Linked DNA regions of Mus musculus: region 2 is linked to region 1. The links are chromatin contacts, called in public HiChIP or PLAC-seq maps. All regions are on one chromosome and are shown on one strand. Each heading gives the region's core, a stretch centred on a gene start, on an enhancer-like site or on the middle of the called end of the contact. The rest is flanking DNA. Distances are from core to core; before and after follow the strand shown. Region 1 has its middle 42 kb from the start of 4930474N09Rik. Region 2 overlaps Foxn3 (forkhead box N3).

Evidence for each region. HiChIP or PLAC-seq counts read pairs in DNA pulled down with a chosen protein or histone mark.
Region 2: an H3K27ac HiChIP or PLAC-seq map of large pre-B cells shows a contact between it and region 1, with 4 times the contacts expected there. The contact joins two enhancer-like sites. A contact is called at or near these places in 3 of 484 Hi-C or Micro-C datasets (3T3-L1-derived adipocytes, Sertoli cells and cortical neurons) and 2 of 115 datasets of contacts at active chromatin or transcription factors (large pre-B cells and oligodendrocyte precursor cells).

What each region holds. Positions count from the first base shown.
Region 1 is chr12:99,117,526-99,123,940 of GRCm38.p6, forward strand. No RefSeq gene overlaps it. Among named protein-coding and RNA genes, the nearest start is that of 4930474N09Rik, 42 kb to the right of the region's middle. Within about 2 kb of position 2,571, at least 8 of the 459 cell types and tissues checked have an H3K27ac peak or open chromatin away from gene starts, as enhancers often do.
Region 2 is chr12:99,309,709-99,316,091 of GRCm38.p6, forward strand. All of the region lies in intron 3 of Foxn3 (forkhead box N3), which reads right to left. It overlaps Gm46371 (a long non-coding RNA gene), which reads right to left. Exons shown (of 2, transcript XR_001780668.2): 1 at 1,771-6,383; 2 at 1-306. Among named protein-coding and RNA genes, the nearest start is that of Gm46371, 18 kb to the right of the region's middle. Within about 2 kb of position 1,768, at least 26 of the 459 cell types and tissues checked have an H3K27ac peak or open chromatin away from gene starts, as enhancers often do.

The sequences.
Region 1 (6,415 bases), core at 1,321-3,820:
TTATTGAAGTATCATGGCCAGAAAGAAACACGTGCACACTGTATTCTCTGCGGTACAGCTGCTGATAGCAAGAGAATTTACAATTTCAATATCTATCAACGGGAGGGATAGAGGCATTGAACATATTCCTGCAAATGACCTGTTATAAGGCAGCTAAAATGAATGAACTAGATATTCAACAATCGAAGCAAGTGTCACTCGATTCACTGGGGAGTGAAAAGAATCCATTTCAGGAAGAAAATTCTAGCGAGATACTATTTATGCTGGAAATGTTAAAAAGGAAATCTATGAATGGCTGAAGACAGACACAGAGGTGAACAGAAATGAGGACACTGTGTAATAAACTCCATGGTGTACCGTCAAAGGAGAATCCAGTCGAAACTTGAGACATTCAGCAAATAACATGGCGGGGTTGGCAAGATGGCTCCGCTTAGGGTAAATCTAGCACTTGTTAGTGCTTGCCTGAGCGTGGCTGGCCTGAGTTTAACTCCAGAGAAGGAGAGAATTGAGTCCCAGAAAATTGTTCTCTAACTTCCCCAGGTGGCAGCAGGTCGTGTACTGTCCCACACACCTAATCCATACACAAAAACACATAAATGTAATTTAAAAATTGCAAACAAATTACTGAACTGTCACTGAACTCCAGAACTCACAAACGAGAATGGAGTACATCTAAGGAAAGTTTAAGGACGTAATTAATAAAGATAAAATTAGACTCTAAAAATGGAAGTTTAAAAGAGTAAAATTGGTTCAGAATCTAGTTTTCAGCTACATGCAGAAAAATAATACGGATCTGATGGTCTACCTAGAAAATCTAATGCAGTCAACCAAAAACTCACAAATAATATCAGAAATAAGCAGGATACAAGACGATTGGCTTCCCTTTAGGATCATAGCTCTCCTTTACTCTCGCACTAATTGATGAGATGCCTATTAGCAACAATCAGACTAGCAATGGAAAGTATTTTTAAATACCTAATGGTAGCAAATGAATATGCGTAAGATTTTTCCAGGGAAGATTATCACTTGCTCAGGAGGAGTGAACAAATAGAGGGCGCTCTAAGGTCTGCTTTTGGATTCAAATTCGTCACAGTATCTGGTTCTCTCCCACCAAGCTGCCAGTGTTTAAATCAATTGTTATGGAATTTCAAAAGCTGATCCATCTGGCAAAATAAATGCACAAGACAACCCAGTTTTTTAAGAAACCCTACCAGACACCTAAACCTATAGGAAAGTATACAAAAGGTAGAATATTGTTGGAGAAATGATGGCTCTGGAGGGTGAGGTGGAGTCTAGAACTCAGGATATGACAAGGACGGTGTTTAACGTGAGTAGAGGAAGGCTGTTGGTGAACACACATTACACAACCGTTTTCCTAGGCTCCGGGAGAGCTAATGTTAACTGTCGACTTGACAAACTCTGGAGTCACCTGGGAGACTATGGGGGAGGATGCTGATGCAGAGAGAGCCATCTTAGTTGTGGGTGGAACCATCCCTGGGCAGGGGATTCTGAACTGTGTAAAATGGCGCCGGCAAGCAGATAGCAGAGACAATTTCCCAGACAAGATGGATTATGTCTTGAACTGTGAGCTAAAATAAACCCTCCCTCCCTCAAGTTGCTTTGATCAGAATATGACGTTACTGTAGAAACAGGAAAAGAGGCTAAGATTGATTACATGTTTTTAAAACTTGGGAAGTTGATTATCTATTTGAGGAAAATACACATTACCCATACTCCAGGCAAAGACCTAAGACTTTAAAAAGTATCAAATAAAAACAGAAAATAATTACAGTAGAATAGTTGTTTGCTTTTTTAAGTGACAGGGATGGCTTTCCTAAGCATAAAATTGAAGCACACTAAAGGTCAACCATTTATCTACATAAAATATAAAATGTGCATGCTACAGAGGCTGCTCCAAACAACGCAAAAGAAAAGGTAGAGACAAATAAAATTGTAAAATTTTGCAGTAGTTTGGAAATATATAAACTGGCAACTTTATTAAAGTCTATAAGTCGGTAGAAAAAACACATCCCAGTGAACTGAGAAGTCACAAAAGGAAAAAAATATAGGCTCAGCCAAGAAACTCCGGTCTTGTAAGTGCTTAAGAAAATATACATATACACACCACATACACAAGGGAGAGAGGGAAAGAGAGAGGTAAGGAGGGGTAGAAGGAGAGGGAGAGGGAGGGAGGGGGAGGGAGAGGAAGGAAGGAGCAAAAGGGGAGGTGGGGCATGCTGAGTCAATGCTCTGACTCCCGTAGAATAGAAGCAATGAGAGTCCATTTCCAGCTTTGTCCTCAAACAGAGGTCCTTTTCTCAAAGGACAAAAGCAAATGTTCCGACTCAGTGGCTGCCTGCGGCCGCCCTAGCTTGCCTTTTTAGGTGGTCATGAGACAGATCTTCTATCCTGTTGATCCTCAGAATTCCCTGAACTTCAGAGTTCCCTGCATCTGGGAAAAACAGACTTTCTGGTTCTACCTAAGAGCTCGTGACTTCCCAAGACTGAGTTGGGGCAGGACTCGGTTTCTAAGAAGTTTCCGGATGATACTTATTACGGGTACCTCAGGCCAGACTGAGCCCGCCTACCCACCAACATCAGAGTACTTGTGCTCCTTCTGGGCAAAAGGTCAGGACAGCATAAACTGGGAGGAAAGGCCAGCCATCCTGAAACAGGTAAGGATCACAACAAAGAGACAGACCGCAAGCACTGAGCCTTTAACCCATGGCCCCGTAGCCCCGTGGCCCACTAAAAACATGCTTGGACATTAAAACGCCAGATTATGCCACAAGGCCAAGATGTGTATAGACCAAGAGCCCCTTATTACTGTGGCTTGTGGGGTTTGACATGGCTGAACAAATGCCAAACAAAAACCAGCAGGGAAGGGGGAATTGATACCCAAAAGAGCCTAAATACGCCTCCATGCCTCCCTTGTTCTTAGCAGACTTTAGAAAATCAATTTTGGAGGACACATGGCTGAGCAGCACAATCTTAGCTTTCTACCAGCTTCCTGAAACAAACACCTCTGATGTGTGAGCTCTGATAACTGGTGTCTGGATTCCTTTGCGAAAAGTTGAAGACGGCTATCGGTACCAATGAAGATTCATTCTGAGAGCCCACAGCTACTGCGGGAGCACTGATGGGGAGAAAGGCTTGCCTTCTTTATCTTTACTGTGCCTTCCTTGACTCCCTCTGCCTTTGGATCACTCTGTTCATCTCTGTGAGTAGACACGTGAGCCATTTAAAATATTTTGTTCAGGTTGGGGGGTAGCTCAGCTGGTGAAGCTTGTCATGTGGGCAGGAGAACCTAATCTCCAGGGCCCATGGTAAAGCCAGATGTTGCAGCATGTGCCTGCCACTTTTAGTTCCGGGGGAGGCAGCAGCAAGAAGATTCTGAGAACTTGCAGGACAGCAGTCTTAACAAACGGGTAAGCGCCAGGTTTGGGGACAGATACTATCTCAAAATATAAGGTGGAGAGCAACTGAAGACATCTGATGTCTACCACTGGCCTGTACACACACGTATGCATGTATGTGCACCTGCACATGTGCGTACACACACACACACACATGCATACACAAACACATCAAAACAATAAAAAAAAAGACAAATGTGTGTTTTATCCAAGACTATAATAACCACATTCATGACTAATGGCCAATTACCAAATGCTAGCCCACCCCGGCAATCAGTGAGCGCCTGCTGCTCCCTTCGCTAAGCCAGCTGGGATTCAGGCATGTGTCCCGACAGCCCATTGTATGCAATATCAAATACAAGACTTTGTGCAGACTGGGCAAGTACTCCACCAACTGAGCTACATCCTGACCCAATGTTAGCTTTCCAGGCTCTTAAGCAAAAAACAAAACAAAACAACCAGATTATTTACTTCTATTTTGTGAATCTGAATGTTTTGCCTACGGGTGGTTAAGTGAAGTATGTATGTACCCGGTGACCATGGAGATCAGAAGAGGGCTCGTGATGCCCTGGAACTGGAGTTGATGATGATTATAATCATCCATACGATGCTGGGAACTGAGCCTGGGTTCTCTACAAGAGCATCAAGGCCTCTCAAACCTCCAGCCATCTCTCTGCCCCCTACTTTTAATTCACACACCAATAAGAACTGTGCCCAAGGGAGGCATTTATTAATATTCCTTTACTTGAAAATCATAATAAAAAAGTGGAGAGAAGCCTAAATGGTTGTTGTTCTTGAAGAGGACCCAGGTTCGGTTCCCAGCAACCACATAACTGCTCACAACCATCTATAGCTCCAATCCCAGAGCATCTGCATCTACACTCTCTTCTGGCCTCCGCGGGTACCAGACAAACATGCTGGTGCACAGACAGACATATGTGCAGGCGAACACTCACATACATAAAATAAAAAGCAGAAAATGGAAGACTTTTTAATAACAGTAAAAGTGTTAAAAATTCAAGCCAAGTGGCAGCCATCTTTTTCAGCTGTACAGTGTAATTCTACATAGGTAGAGACACCAACAAAAGTGGCTTAAGTCCATTTTTCCCATTATATAGAAATTTTAAAGGTAACCTGGCCCCATCTCTTTCCCCTCAAAGTTCTTCTCTTCCTTCTGAGGGTGGGGGTGGGGGTGGGTGAATGTTCTGACACCTGCAGGAATAGATCAGTTCTGTACTACTACATTAGCTCATCACTGCGTTGTTCCCAAGAGGAGAGAGTCTCAAGCCAGGCAAATAAACCATTTCCTGGGGAAATGTATTGAGGATGCTACTGGGAAGTGGGGCAGGTGAGAGAGAGGTATGGTGTGTTCTGAGAAGGAATTGTCTCCTAGTTCCCACAAATGTATTCGTTGTTAAGAGGTGAGGTGTAGAAAAGCTTGTCTGTGTTTCTCCAGTAGCCTCAGACAATACCCAGTGATCACTGGGATGCCTCAGGAGGCAGGATAGGTTCCACAGGAGAGTAGGGGAAGGGCTGAGGCACAGGATCCATACTGCACTGCACAGGTTGGTAGATTGGGAGCTTTAAGAAGTTGTAGGTTCTCTTGAAGACAGAGTCTAACTCGTGAGGAGTGGCATGGAGCCCCTCTGGCTGCAGAGTGGGAAACTAGAATGGGGCACACCTGGAGGCAGGACTTCAAGCAAGACCTGTCAAGGAAGACTGGTAACCAGGGTAGAGATGGTACGTTCCAGCACCCCACAGCTCGACCTGCTGATGTGGTAGGGTGATTAGTGTTCTATTCACCACGTCAGAGAGTCCCAGGAAGGAGACATTGCTTAGGGAGCCCCACATTTATACTCTGGCATCCTCTCTAGCTTCGATGATGTGACTGTGATAGAATATCCTGACAGAAAGGCGCACGGGGAGAACGAGTTTATCCTGCGTACAGCTTCAGACCATAGTCCATCAGTGAGAGCAAGTCAAGGCAGGGGCTCAGGCAGCTTGTCACATCTCATCCACAGTCAAGAGCACAGAGAAACAAAGGCACCAATCTTTGCTCACTTTGTTCTCAGATAGCCCTCTCTACTCTTGTATAGTCCAGGACCAAAAGCTAGGGAATGGTACCACTTACAGTAGGCTAGTTCTTCCTATATCGATTAACAGCTAAGATAATCCTCCACAGACAGGCCCATAGGCCAACCTGATCCAGACAATTACTCAGTCAAAACTTTCTTCCCAGGTGATTCTAGGCTGTGTCAAGTTGGCATTCAAAACTAAACCAGAACAATGACTTCCTTATGCTTTTTAATCTGGAATCCCTCAAAATCAACCCCCGCACCCCCCTCCCCCGCCATCTTCTGTATTCAGAGCAGCTGATTATCTACAAGAGACCCTCAACAAAGTCTGCCGTGTTGGTGTTCCCTTAGAGAAAGAGTAGAGAAAGTGGTAGACCCTTGCCTGAGATTCTAGCCACTCCCCGCTGCTCTCTTTTAGCGGTGAGGAACCCTTGTCCCAGCTATGCATGGTCTCCAGAGATCGTAAGTCAACTGAAGAACAGTGGATTCCATTTATGCAGCCATGTGACTTTTTTTTTTTAATGATACTGCTGTCTGAGGACCAGCCACAGTCCTGCAACTGATCCTCGCCAATGCCCCCGTAAAGAAGTCTGGTAACCCGTTCTTTCACCAAGAAAGACATGAGTGAAATCATTCCTCTGCCTTGTCATTCATAACTCCCCCAGGAAAAGTTGATGCTACAGGGGTCAAGGTTCTTGGCTATGGCTTTGAAACCTCCTGGCTCAGCTCCACCAAGCCAGGAGTTAAGAAAGGGGGGAGAACTCGGTCTTGTCTCCTGGGGAAAGAGGCAGCTGCCGGGCCAAGTCTCATCCGCCTTGCTTATTCTGCATTTTTGGGTGAGCTGTTTTTGTTTAATGTAAGCAGAGCAAATCCATCCATAGCAAAATCAGAGAAAATAACTTGTTGATGTGTAAACCAGGATGT
Region 2 (6,383 bases), core at 518-3,017, 190 kb after region 1:
AGAACTACTCGTCCTAAGATGGTTGTGAATCTTCTAGACTTAGCTGAGGATACCTCCTTGCTCTGTTTTCAGCAGGCCCACCATGCTGGCTGAAAGAATGGCAGTATTTCCAGTCTGCAGTGGGAAGGGCTGCTAGGAGGGCTGAGGACACCTGGTGAGCGAGCACACTGCTCTCCTGAGGCCGGTGGCACACCTCTTACCACACATGCCTACACTGATGGTCAAGCTGCCCAGCAACTGGGAGAACCGATGAGCAGATCACAAAAGGCACCCGTTTCAAATAACCAGTGACCTACCTAGCTTGGCCTGGAAAAAAAAAAAAAAAGAGACACCCAGAAACCTGAAGGTCAGTTATCTCCTACAACTCTGAGGAGGAAGTGCATGCAGAAAGCACTGGAGGCCAAAAGGCAGCTGGGATCTGAAGGGGAAGCTAGGGTGCAAGCAGAGGGGCTCAGCTTGTAGAGAAAACAACGGTGTCACGGCAGAGGGCAGGCACAAACAAGCACGCCCTGAGATGGGTCCCAGAAGCCTGGACACCTGTTCCCTAGCTGTGAGCATACACACTGGTCTGAGCATACACATTGTTCTGAGCAGACACACTGGTGTGAGCAGACACACTGGTGTGAGCAGACACACTTGTCCGAGCAGACACACTGAGCACATGTGTGCAATGTCCCAGATGAATATTCCAGCCCTGCTTATTATTCCCTTATGTAGGATAGTTTAAAAGTTTCTTTTACAGAAGACCCCAAACTACAAAGTCAGGTTTGAGGGTCCCCCACCAGGGTCACCCCTTTATAGGCCATTCTACTTCACTAGGTCTCTCCCGTGTGAGAGGCTTGGGATTACTGTAGCTCCTGTGGATCAATATTCTAGGACCCCAAATCTGTGCTTCTGGAAGTGCTCTAGCATGCTCCATCTGTCCTGGACCTCGTCACAGCCCTATAGAGGACAGAAACAGGGAGGCCCCAAATCTAAGCCCCAGCCTCTCCCATCACACAGGAGATGCTGATAATATACGTGTGTGTGTGTGTGTGTGTGTGTGTGTGTGTGTGTGTTCATGCTCGTGCGTACGCGTGCATCTCATGGCACAATCTATGCTTTAACTAATGTAAAGGAACTCAAAAGCTTCGTTTACTGGTTCGGGGCAGGGAAGGGCGGAGCCACAGATGAGCCAGGAGCGGTGGAGATGGCTTTCTATGCAGTTTTCCCAGCAACAGCGGGAGTTAGGTTGGAAACATGGTCCAAACCATAAAACTGAATTTTGTAAACATGGGCATCTGAGTTTGGATTCCTGGCTGTTTCGAACGAGCAAGATGCCTCAGTGTCATCTCAGTGTAAAACTCGGTGTCATTACAAAGTCTGTAATGTCAGATTACACGTGCGGCGTTTCCAGTGTGGGGATATCCAGACGATGCAGACCCTTGTGGGAAAGTCTACCACATGACTGAAAGAATAATGGTGACTAGGAAACACAAGGAGGGCTCTCAATCCCTGCAAAGATTACAGGAAAAAAAAGTGGCCCACCAGCTCAGCTTCAGGAATGAATGTAGATTCTATTCCAGGGCTTATAAGGATGAACCCAGGCTTTAGAATTCACCAAAAGCTGTCTCAGCTCCACTTGTTCCCCTGATGCAGAGAAGACAGTTTTTCTATTTCATCCACATAATGGAGACACACCAGCATCTAGGCCGCCATGCTGTTAGCATTTCATTTACAGACTTAGCATAGCACCCAGCTTAAAGTCAGGGTCACAGATGTTACCAGCACCTGCAGCAGCCATCTGCCAATATGCTCTGTGCCAGGGCCCATGATCTTCCCCTCAGCTGCCCTGTGGGCTAACTGCTCAAAGCCACGACTTTAACAAACTGCTCTCAGCTGAAGATTCCAAGAGGCCACAGAGTTCCAAGATAAATGGTTGACAGTGTAAAAGCCTGGTCTTCTGGTCCCAAGGGGGATTTGCTGGTGTAATTACACTCCAGTCGAGGCCAAGGCTCAACTTTAGGCCTTCTTTGCTTGGTCTCTCTTCATCTGCTGTGTTAGTCCCTTCCCTGACCCCCAATACTCCCTCAGCAAATCCCTCACATGCAAACCTGGCTCAGGCTCTGCTCCTAGAAAATCCAACTCAAGATTTGACTGAAATGACTATTTTTATTATCAGGCAAAGGTGCCAAGTCTCAGCATGTTTACTGAGGCACAGTTATAATACCAATTTACAGAGAATAACCTAAATCTACATATGGGGACATTAAACATGGGGCATAAAAGAGCATCTCACACGTTAATGTTGATGCACATGGCACACTCTTGAGGGAAATATTCACACTCCAAAGTACCACCTATTTTATTCATAAACCATGTATGTAAAGGTACAGTAACTTATTAACAGGTAGTCCATACCAGGTTGTCTCTCTCTTTGCCTGCAGATCAGGATGTTTAAGCTCATAGTCACTTCCCCAGCACCATGCGGGCCTCTATGTCACCATGCTGCCCACCATGATGGCCATAGACTAACCCTCTGAAACTGTAAGCAAGCCCCCAATTAAACACTTTCTCCTGTAAGTAGCCTTGGTCATGGTGCCTCTTCACAGCAACAGAACAGTGACTAAGACAATCCATGTTGGTAATAGTGCTATTCTCAGTACCCAGGAACAGTCCAAGGAAGTGCTGCTCGCTGAGTAACTGGAACACACATACAAAGGGAGCATTAGCTTTGAAAGGGAAGAAAATCCTGACACCTAGCTGCTATAGCATGTACAGATCTCAGAGGCAGTAAGAAGCCAGCCAGGCGTGAAGAAGTCAGTACTATATGATCGGATGAGATGCCTACTGTGGTCAGACACGGAAATAGAAAACAGAATGGTGGCTGCCTCAACCAGATCGCATCAGTTTTAAAGGTGAGAAAGTTCTAGAGGTCATATGAACAATACCGCAAGTACACTCAACATGACAGAACCATACACATGGTGGTCAGACATGGCAGGGTCCACCTGTGTTCCCCACACTTGAAAGATAGAAACAGGAGGATATAGGGCTCGAGTTTCTAAGCTGACAACACAGTGAGTCCCAGTCCACCTTGGGCTGAGATCTGAGACCCAATATCCCCCCATCCCAAAATAAACACAAGTGATTATGGGATCTTCTGCTATATATTATTTGACTACAATTTTAAAATAAGAAAAAATTAATAGTTTTCCTGTGATGTAAAACAACATGGAAATAGGGGTGGTTTTAGAGTGTTTTGTGTTCCTCCACCTGACTACTCTACACGAGCATGAGCTAAGGTTTGAACACGCTGTGCTTCACACAGACTCATGTATTGTGTAACTGGCTCCTAGCTATTGCCATTCTTTTGAGGGGTGATGTAACTTCAGAAGGTGGGGAAGGTAGTTCATTGGTGACATACCCTAAAAAGAGATACCCCTGCCCACCCCCTCCATTCTTAGCTCCAAGATAAGCAAATCTGCCAGGCCACATCCTTGGTGTCATGGTCTGCCTGACCATGGCCCAGAAACAGCAGAAACGACTACCATGAATGGGAACCTCTGAAACAGTGAGTCTAACTTACATCTCCATTGTGTTTCCCTACATAGTGGTCCAAGTTGCACTTAAACTCAGGACCTCCCTAACTCCATCTCCTGAGTCCTTGGATTGTTATACTATAATCACTTCCCTCTTGAGTTGTCTCCTAGAGCAACCAAGTCTGTACACTAACTTACTGATCAGAACATTCAGTAAAGCTATTTTATTTCTGGGGAAATAGAGATAAATTACAAAAGGATAGATACTTGGCTACACTAGGATCAGTACTTGCCGGGCAATGGTGGCGCACGCCTTTAATCCCAGAACTTGGGAGGTAGAGGCAGGTGGATTTCTGAGTTCGAGGCCAGCTTGGTCTACAGAGTGAGTTCCAGGACAGCCAGGGCTACACAGAGAAACCATTTCGAAAAACAAACCAAATCAACCAACCAAACAAACAAAAAATCAGTACTTTAGGGTTGGGGGTTGGAGACGGGCCATGTGTAGGTCTAGGTTTGCCAGCTGTGGCCCATTAGAATGCCCAGGTTGCCCAAAATGTCTTCTAATTCTCTTTCTTTTACTGGGACCAATTCTAGGCTCTCTCCTACACTACGCAAGTACTCTGCAACTGAGTTACATCCTTAGATTCCTGCCCAAATTTTCTTAGTTTGTTCATTATTCTTGAGTACTTAACAAGTATTGGACAGTACACAAAGGTAGGGAGGGACATATTGTGGCCAAGATGAGCTCAGTTCCTGTTTCCTGTGTACCTGAGAAGACAGAAGACCCAAGATGAGCAGGATACTGTGGGCCTCTCTGGTTCTATGCCAAGCCTCAAATACACACATACACACACACACACACACACACACACACACACACACACACGAACATGTGCACACACAGAGACACATGTACACACACATATGCACATGTGGACATACGAACACACGCACACGCACAGACTGATAGTATCACCTCATACTTGGTGATGTCCTCAGCCAAGAGCCTGCACCACAGGAAGGACTCCCAGATACCACAGCAGGAAAACGTGTTCCACCTGACACAGCCATCTCAGACTTTTGGTCTAAACTTCATTCACAGAATAGAATTTCATTCTTGCTGCAGTTTGATTCTTCCTCTCTGTTTGGATAAGATGCCACCTCGCAACAGGTTCCCACTAGGGAACCACATCCAGAAAACTAGCCATCTCCTCCAGTTGTTTCCCTGACACATTTGATATCAACTAAACCCCATCACTGGCTTTGTCAAAGAAGAAGGGATGATAAAGGTGTCTGGCCCAAGGCATAGCCTTATCCTAAGTCTCACAGACTATCCATCCACTCTGCTTACTTCTTCCCCTACCTAGCCTATCCTAGGCTTTCTAAACATCGGCCTACAAACACAGCTATTCCCTCAATTCTGTTCTCTTGGTATAACCCAAGACAACATTTTTAATGAGTTAGCACAGTTAATCACCAGATATATTTAACACTAGAACCCCCGATATACAGAACATTAAATCACTGCAAGTCAGATAAAACCAGATGTTATCTAATCCATCCACTTTGCTGAAGGTCAAAGTTAACAGGTGGCTGACCCAGCTGAAGCACTGGGGTCCTGGGTCTCTCTGTATGCCACTATTCTGTTGTCTGCGTACTTGACTGCACTGCACACTAATGCCCACTCACTGTCAGAAGAACAAACAACAGGCAGATCTAGAACTTGTTGGCATTTGAGAACTGAGATACATTCAAGAATGGAAAGAAGACACAGCCCGGGCTCAGACAACTGCGGGGGATTTGAGATGTCATTTTGTCACAACACTCTGTGTGGGCTTTACTTGCTATCTACTCAGTTCCTCTTCTACTTCCACCGTCAGCCCAAGATTTGTGTTGATCCAGGCACATTCTTCCAGTGGCCCCTTAGAGACAAACGATGCCTATCAATCTCTGAGGCAGAAGGGAAGCAGTACTAAAGGGGCCCAGGCAGACAGTGGCTGTGAACTTCACTCTGGAGGACAATAGTGGAGGGAGACTTCAACTGTAGTGTTGATTTGGTTTCTGTCGTGAGCTCCTTGTAATTCACTACAGCAATGGACCTCAACCAAGCCTCTACATCCTGTGCATATATACCAACGTGGAGTCTAGCTTAGCCTCAAGACTTAATGCAGCCAATGGCATATGAGCAAATACAACACAGAAATTGAATATCCTTAAATATTCAGGCTTACTTATTCCCCACTGGGGATTCCTATACTATCTTGTAAATAAACATGAAGTAATTTATCAATAGATTTTAGACTCCTTGGAGAAAGAGGCCCCAGCTACCCCGAAAGAACCCTAAATACACAACTGAGCACAAACAAAAGTCACAGGAACTGACAATACATCATTCCAGTTGAGTCCAGGCCAACCTACCAGCACACCTAACAAGGGCCAGGTTACTTAATTTGTGGTGTTTGTTATACAGCAGATAATAACTAATATAGTGTTCTAGCTCCTAAAAACATGCACAGCAAACCATGATCCCAAGGCAGTAATTCTCATGATGCAGTCCCATGTGAAGGTTTTGATGGATACCTACCTAATGTTAAATATTAAACAGCAAAAGCCTGTAGGTATCACTAACAAAACTCTTTGGACAAGACTATTGGCATGTGGCAAATAGCACAGTCGCTTCTACCAACAACAGACATTCTAGACTAACCCTTTCTATCAACTAAGGAATGTAAGACTTAGTGGTTCTCCCTGCAGCCCCACCCACTACCCCAGCAGACCTGTGTTTTCCTCTCTGTGAGTTCCTTCCATGTCCAGGAACCGGAGGAAATCTAGACACCCTGGAGAGTTGTTCACAAATCATTA